Linked DNA regions of Mus musculus: region 1 is linked to region 2. A link is a contact called in public Hi-C data. All regions are on one chromosome and are shown on one strand. Each heading gives the region's core, a stretch centred on a gene start, on an enhancer-like site or on the middle of the called end of the contact. The rest is flanking DNA. Distances are from core to core; before and after follow the strand shown. Region 1 overlaps Dpp6 (dipeptidylpeptidase 6). Region 2 overlaps Dpp6 (dipeptidylpeptidase 6).

What was found. Hi-C and Micro-C count contacts between places; a contact is called where the count stands out from the background.
Region 1: a Hi-C map of cortical neurons shows a contact between it and region 2, with 1.9 times the contacts expected there. The contact joins two enhancer-like sites. A contact is called at or near these places in 4 of 484 Hi-C or Micro-C datasets (cerebral cortex, cortical neurons and embryonic stem cells), 4 of 115 datasets of contacts at active chromatin or transcription factors (embryonic stem cells and stem cell-derived neural progenitor cells) and 1 of 9 other capture datasets (embryonic stem cells).

Annotation. Positions count from the first base shown.
Region 1 is chr5:27,455,273-27,458,808 of GRCm38.p6, reverse strand. The region is part of intron 4 of Dpp6 (dipeptidylpeptidase 6); the gene reads right to left. Among named protein-coding and RNA genes, the nearest start is that of Gm52769, 43 kb to the left of the region's middle. Within about 2 kb of position 1,563, at least 9 of the 459 cell types and tissues checked have an H3K27ac peak or open chromatin away from gene starts, as enhancers often do. A contact at or near this core is called in cortical neurons, where this site is marked.
Region 2 is chr5:27,073,213-27,077,174 of GRCm38.p6, reverse strand. All of the region lies in intron 1 of Dpp6 (dipeptidylpeptidase 6), which reads right to left. Among named protein-coding and RNA genes, the nearest start is that of Dpp6, 26 kb to the right of the region's middle. Within about 2 kb of position 1,969, at least 14 of the 459 cell types and tissues checked have an H3K27ac peak or open chromatin away from gene starts, as enhancers often do. A contact at or near this core is called in cortical neurons, where this site is marked.

The DNA.
Region 1 (3,536 bases), core at 314-2,813, 380 kb before region 2:
CTTAACTAGGGATTGATGGGGGAGGGTCCAGCCCATCGTGGGTAGTTCCACCCCTGGGTTGGTGGTCTTCTATAAGAAAGCAGATTGAACAAGCCAGTAAGCGTCCCTCCATGGTCTCTGCATCATTCCTGGCCTGAATGAGTTCCTGCCCTGACCTCCTTCAGGATGAACAGTGCTGTGGAAGTGTAAGCCAAATAAATACTCTCAACCCCAAATTTCTTTGGTCATGGTGTGTCATCACAGCAATAGCAACCTGGAATAAGACAGTAATATAACAGAATCGTGTATTTTGGCTTCTGTGGTTCCTAAGAATTTCAGCTAGGTGAGGCTATTGTGTGCAGTGTTTAGGTGCCCTTCTTGTCACACTGTAGGCAAAGTTTAGAGTATGACAAACTACTAGCCCTTCACCCCAATAACCTTGTGGTGTCCTTTGTCCTGAGGTGGCCTGGTGTGGTGGTTAGTTTAAACTGTCAACCTTCAGAGTCTCAGGGAAGGTTTGTCAATATTAGGCTGGCCTGAGGGGATGTTTGTAAAGATTATCTTAACTGAGGGGGGAAGAGCTACCATAAACTTGAGCTGGCTGAATAGGATCAGGAGTGGGAGCATTGTAGGGCTGGCCAGCCCCAATCCCATCTGAGGGGCAGCCACTAGTGCCTGCCAGGTTTCGCTTTCTGTGAGAAAATGAACCATGGGTACCAGATCATCCTATTTTTTTCAGAAAATGCCAGAAATCTGGATTTCAAGCTGAAATAAATCAGTCCTTAGCCAAGCAAAATATTTGAGGGACAGCACAAGCTGCCAGTTTCCATATGATAACAAAGACAGGTCATTTTCCCTTCTAGGGTTTACTCCCATGCTAAACCAGACTGAGCCTCAGATCAGAGATTCCCTGAAGGCTGAACTGGTCTGTCAATGTTACCACATGCTCATCACATGTAGGCCAAGGGCACGGAGAGCTGTGGGTAGGAGCAGCTGAAGCTAATCAGGGTCCTTGACCTGAGGTGGAGCCATTTCCCATTCATCAGTGATGATGCCCAACAGAATTTCCATTGTTCCCAGGTAGCTGAACCCTGGACTCAGGAACAAATGGGTAAGAGGCTAAGGGCAAGGACTCAGTTTCCCCAAACTTGTCACCTAGCTGGGCAGAGTGGACAGCAGTTCATGAAGCCCTGGGTAGAAATTAATTAAAGTGCAGCAAGTGGCAATTACTCCAGCGGCTCACTGGAGGAAGGAAACAGAAAGAGAGGGGACCTCATGTTCTGATTCCCAGGAATTTTGCAGTTCCTCCGCAGGCTGTGGCTGCTCCGGTCTCCAAGCAGTTGCCTAATTATGCCCTTCTTGTGAAAAGTAAGGACTACTTAATTTGCAGAGATGAAGATAATATCAAAATTTGATGTCTAATAGTGATGTAAGGCAATGTAAGTTAAGAGAAACAAAATGTTTTTTTTTATTATTTAAATGTTATTATGGCCACTAAAATAAATAGCTCAAGTTAAGTTAGCAGGGGAGCAAGGCATAGTGGCAGAACCATGGCACAGATGCCTTCTTGGCAGCCAGCCTTCCCTTCCAAGAACATCCAGGCATCCATACAGCTCTTCATATTCATCGTAGGAGGGCAGCAATATCTCATCTCTTTGGAACACTAGGTTCAAATTTTATGAACCAGACTAAAATTATTGAATAAACACCATGAGTCAGCATCTGTGCAAATTGCCTTAGGAAACAATGCAGAGTTCTGCCAGCAAGCAAGATGAGCTGTTGCATGGTTCACACTTAATTCCTGGCCCTTTGATACAGTGATGCATCCTCCACTACTCACTGATGTGTGAGCATCCTGCTGGACTCTTCCATGGAGTTTATAGAGCATCATGAATCCTTTTCATATTGCCCCAGTGCCTCTGGAGCTGTTGCTTTAAGGACTACATCTTAATTCACTGTTGTCCTTGCACTCACCTCAGTGATGCCTGAGTTCCAGGTATCTGTGTTACTGTAAGTCACTGAACCTTCAGGCTGTTTACTAGTCAAAACTTCCCCAGAGCAGCTCCAAATGTACATAGGTGTTTCCAGGCTTCCTCCTAACTGTCTGGCGCAACTTAAATGACACACAAGCCTTGCACTAGTCTCACGAATAAAGGGGCGCAGAATGAGTGTGCACATGGCAGAAGTCAGATAACAGATGCCAGAGCCTCGTGGACATAGCCGCATGCCTGAGGCCTTGCTGCCCTCCAACCTGCTGCCAGAAGTGGACACAACATCTGCTGGGACCCTGTCACTGACACACAAGCCCTTGTTTCTCCTACTACCTGGGAGTCAGAGTTCACCTGACTATGCTACAACTTCATGGTAAGAACACCCCCGCCCTCAGGACCCTTCAAAAGCAGGAACTCTTGCTATCTCTTTGAGTGGAAGGTTCTCTGTTTCTCTCCTTCTCTCTCTCCTCCTCCTCTCTGTCTTCAGAACTCCACAGCACTGTGCACACTGTTAATTCTCCCCTAACGACTCTCAGTGCCTCCTCTTGAACCTGCCACTTCTCATTTTCATTCCTAAAATCTAACAACATGCCACCTCGGCCAACTCTCCTGAGACAGCCCTGCAGAACCACCAGGATGGTGTATAAGGATGAAGCTGGGGTTCTGTTCACGGCTATTCTCTGATTCTTTATCTGAGAAGAGTTAGAATTCCAGTTTATAAGCCAATAATAATTTAGCTGAAAAGAGTTAAATATCAAGTGTAGGCCACGGACCTCTCCATTTGAGAAGTTTTGTTCTATTCTGTAATTGTAGAGATGGTGCTAAGTTTCCTTAGGATTTTAGGGCCTGCAATGCCTACTTAAGTCAGTAATATGTAGTATGGCCACTTGAAGCACACTTCCATGAGAAAATAAGGGAGAGCCACAGAAGGGAGACAAGGCAGGTGAGAAAATACAGTCTGCTGCTCAGCAGAGAAAAAACTTGTTAGACTTCCCAAGTTTGGGGTGACTAGTAGGCCTATGTCAAACCCCAGCAGAAGCAGGTGATTTTCTTACAGTGGCCCACTGCTCAGGGCAAAAGGTGTATAACATGCCAAAGACTTTCTTTGTTAACAGACAACTCTGCTTAGAACAGCAAAAGTAGAATAAGAGCAAAATAAAATGCTCCAGAATTCTTGAGACATCAAATACAACTCATGTGAAAGTTTCTTTGGGTTTGATTTTTATCTGATTAGCAAGGGACTCCTCCTTGCCTTCCTCTGTACAGCAGCAGCCCATACCCTATTAGGAAGAAGATTCTGCCATCTACTATTGCTGCCTGAATATCCATAGTCGGCTACCTATTGATGCTGCCTGGACACTTGGATGGCCCAGTTCAGCACATTGTTAAAACCATGCTCCCGTGGCCTTGGCTGTCTTCTGTATCTTCCTGTTTAAATACTCCCATTCCTTTTACCTGCGCCCTGAACACTGCCTAAACTCTCCAGGCTAGATGAACATCTATCTGTACGTGACTCACATTTTAAAGAATGGTATATGTGATCTCTCATATAGCACCACGATGTTC
Region 2 (3,962 bases), core at 720-3,219:
GAAGAGCCTGCCCTGTGAGGCTCCAGGTATCCTTAGCCCCTGCAGGTTGGCTGGAATAAAACCAGCTGTCTGGCACTGCCAGCCACAGAGGGGACAGCAGACATCAGGGCCACCAGGTCTAGAACCTTAGGACCCAGCACCAATAGATATCAGGGCTTCTAAATACCAGAGCCACCAGATTCAAGGCCACTAGACACAAAGGCCACCAAATTCAGGGCCATCAGATCCAGGACACAGAAACTCTGGATACCAAGGGCACCAGATCAAAGGCCATAAGATTTGGGCCTTCAGAACAAGGGCTTCCTAAAATTTAGAGATTTCTCATCTGTCTTCTGCCAGGCAAAAAAGTAATCCATTTTTCCTGTCTGTTGTGAACATTTTGTGTCATAATTAGGGTGTTCTGTCATAGCCTTATTCTACAGAAATAGTTTCTATTTCCTCCTGATAATTTAAAAACATTAGTCTTTAGTTCCTAGAGTCAGATAAAGGAAGCTGATTTTCTGCTCTTCACACAGGTGGATAAATGCTGTTCCCACTGATTTGTGAAAACTCTTCAGTCTTATGCTAATTTCCAGGTACAAGTTGGCATTTTCAGAGACCTAGCCTGTCTTTCCCTATGTTCCCTGAAGCTTGAGATAGGTGCTATAAATATCACCTCACAGACAGGAATGACAGCTACAGGAGTCTATACTTGGAAATCGTTAAAATCATACTGTAGTAGGAGCTATGTAAGCTGTATGTCTGTCTGTCCATTCATTAGGCTGAGTACTCTTTCTTCACCCAGTGCAGAGTACAGATCACAATTACCAAGGCCACAGGACTGGAGAGATGGCTCAGCAGTCAAGAACACTGGATGCTTTTCTCAAGAACCCAGGTTCAAGTTCCACACTCACATGGAAGGAAGCTCACAATAGTTTGTAACTCCAGTTCCAGGGGATCTGATGCCCTCTTCTGGCTTTCACGGGTATCAGACATGCAGGCAAAACATTCATGCATATGAAATAAAAATTAAAACAATAATGTAAAAAGTTACCAGGGCCTCACCTTGTGATTGATGCCCTATTGGCAGAAGCCATTTGTTCTCCATTGCCTTGCTCAGTCTTGGTCTGTTACATTTCTAGCCTTACCCTAGCTACATAATTAAAACATGCAACAGTGCACACCCCACACAGTAAAAATCATGCAAAACACCACTGTACTTGACCCCGTGGTTGCCCTGTGCAAGCAGGCAGCCCCATTTCAGCTGTTGCAGATCAGGATAGCTACAGGGGACTCTGATCAGACCATGAATATGAAGGCCAGGCACTGCAGCTCCTTGCCTTGTGGTGCTCAGACAAGCACCTCAGGACGCTTGCACCTGTGCTGTATATAGCACAGGCTCCTACTATTAGATTCACAGCGGACTCACCAGTGTTTAGAAAACCTTACCCATACCCAAAGACAAATCCTACACTTGTAGATGAAGATCCCTCATGCTGGGGGAGAATCATCCGCTTGAAGACCACTGCAAACCCTACTGCTAGAGTAACTCCAAAGTAACAACCCAATTCAGCCATGCATGGATGTCCTAAGGCTGGGAGATGCCCAGAGCCCTTTCACCATTCAGGAAAAGAGTGCTGGGTGTCACTTGTGAGGGTCCCCTATGGGAGCAACACGGCTCAGGGCATGCTATGAACGTGGGCAGGATCACAGGCCTCTGCACAAAGTCTGTTTGTGGTGATGTAATCAGATACCATTGAGCAGCTGCAGAAGAGTTCCATAGAGACCCCGGAGGTTATGGACAGAATCAGATAGGGCCAGACAGGGATGCCTTGCTGTGTAAAGGGGGGCTGCTGCAGCTTCTCCCCAGTGTGATGAACATCTCCGCTGACACAGGAGTTGTTTTTCGACGAGCTTCTGCTTGTCCCAGTCTTGCTGCGATTCTGCACAACCCTAAAAACCAGGGTCTCAGCAGTAAACTCTGCCCTCTGCTGGCAAGACTCACAAATCACACACTCCTGCTCTTCCCACGCCAGCCAGATCAGGCAGACAAATGGAAGCTGTCAAGGGGGTGCATAATGCTTTGTTTGTTTAAGAATGCTGTTTTTAATGATTGGGATTTTAGACTAATTTTGTCAACTTGACTCTTCCCATGCTCAGAAAAAGTTGAGTTGGAGAAAAGGGAAGAAACCTTCCCTGTTTCCTAGTAATCTGGTTTTGATTGACAAGGGAGGACCCTCTTCCTTGCTACTTGCTTGAAGAGATGCGAGAGCTGAGCTTATGAGCATGCTCAGTATAACACAGGTGTACCACCAGATCCAAGGAAGCACAGAAGAACGTTTCCACAGGGAGGAAATTAGATGATGGTGGGAATGGCCTGCCCATCTTGCTCACCACCCAGCAGGCAGTGGGTGCCATGGGCTCATCGTGTAATTCCTTGCAACTTATTCTAGGTTCGCACATTTCCATAAAGTGAATCTGGGCAGATCTCAGTTGGTAAAGACTGAACAGCTACAGCTGGAGAACGAAGGAAAACTCCACAGGGCTAAAGGACTCAGAAATTAGGAGCACTCGATGCTCTTTCAGAGGACCTGAGTTTAGTGTCCAGCATCCACAATAGATGGTTCAAACCACCTGTAACTCCAGCTCCTGGGATCAAATACCCTCTTCTGGCTTCTGCGTGCATCCACATGTAAATAAAATAAAATCATTGGGGGACAAAGAAAGGCCAGGGGTCGCAGTGGTCAGCAGACAGAAGGCCAAGAGACCTTTGGTCTCTCTTTTTCCTTTCTCAGATAGAAGGGTCAGAAGTGCAGCCAGTAGGCAGGCAAATCAAATCAGTGGCAGGGCACTTCCTTAGCTTTCACTCCCAGCGTCCCCATCTTTAAAATGATGCAACCAATACAAGTGCCCTGTTTATCACTGAAAGCTGAGGTAAGCCCTGTGTGAGATGTTTGTTCAGCCTTCCAGGGTAAAGCCATCTAATACAATGACATACATATGTGAGTCTTGTCCTATACTCTGGTTCTTGTCAGGCAATACAAGTGTGTGTGCATGTGACACTTGGGCATCCCAAGTTCCATAACACAGAAAGGAGGGCTCAATGAATGAGTGACTTAATAATATACTTCCCTTTTAAAACATGATTCATTCATCCATGTTAAGCCTCCCCATGGATAACTTACCTGATAGAAATTATGTGAATGTAGTCTGCAATCTCCCATGCCTTCAATTAACAAAAAGATGCAACAAAAACCATGTGCTGGGAAGTTTTGTATACTGTTTTAACTAAGGGCTCAAGGGGGGAATGCCCACCTTTTTAAAAGATTTATTTTATTTATTACTTTGTGTGTGTGTGTGTGTGTGTGTGTGTGTGTGTGTGTGTGTGTGTGTTCATGAACATCAGAAGATGCAATCAGATGCCATTGTGCGGCACCATCATTGTGGTTGCTGGGAACTGAACTTAGGACTCTGAAAGTGCAGTCGGTGCTCCTAACTGCTGAGCCATCTCTTCAGCCCTGAAGTATGCCTTTTTTCAAAAGGGATTTTATTGATGACACTGGGTTTGTCTATTGCCTTTTAGCCTTTTGGATAAGCACATTGATTACCTATGCCAGTGAGGAAGGAAGTCCCCTGGAGACATATTTGCAGAAGCTGGGTGGAAATCCAAGTGTGTGACTACCGTATGGAAGCACCTGGATATCAGTATGTAACGCTGCTGTCCCAGAATACAGCCTAACATTTTCAGAACTTCTCCAGTGAGTAAACAGGAATTTTATAACATGATAGCTACATCACAACTGCTTCTGAGAAGCAACCCTGTTCTTGTTTCGAGTTGTAAAGAAGAAAACGGAGCAGGTGGCAAGAACTTCTTACTTTGGAAGTAGCTTGCACTGTGGATCCTGGGCTCTGACTTACAACACCTATGTGTGTGCACACATCCTCCAGCCCCAAAGTCCTGCTGCTCACTGTCCACAGCAGGG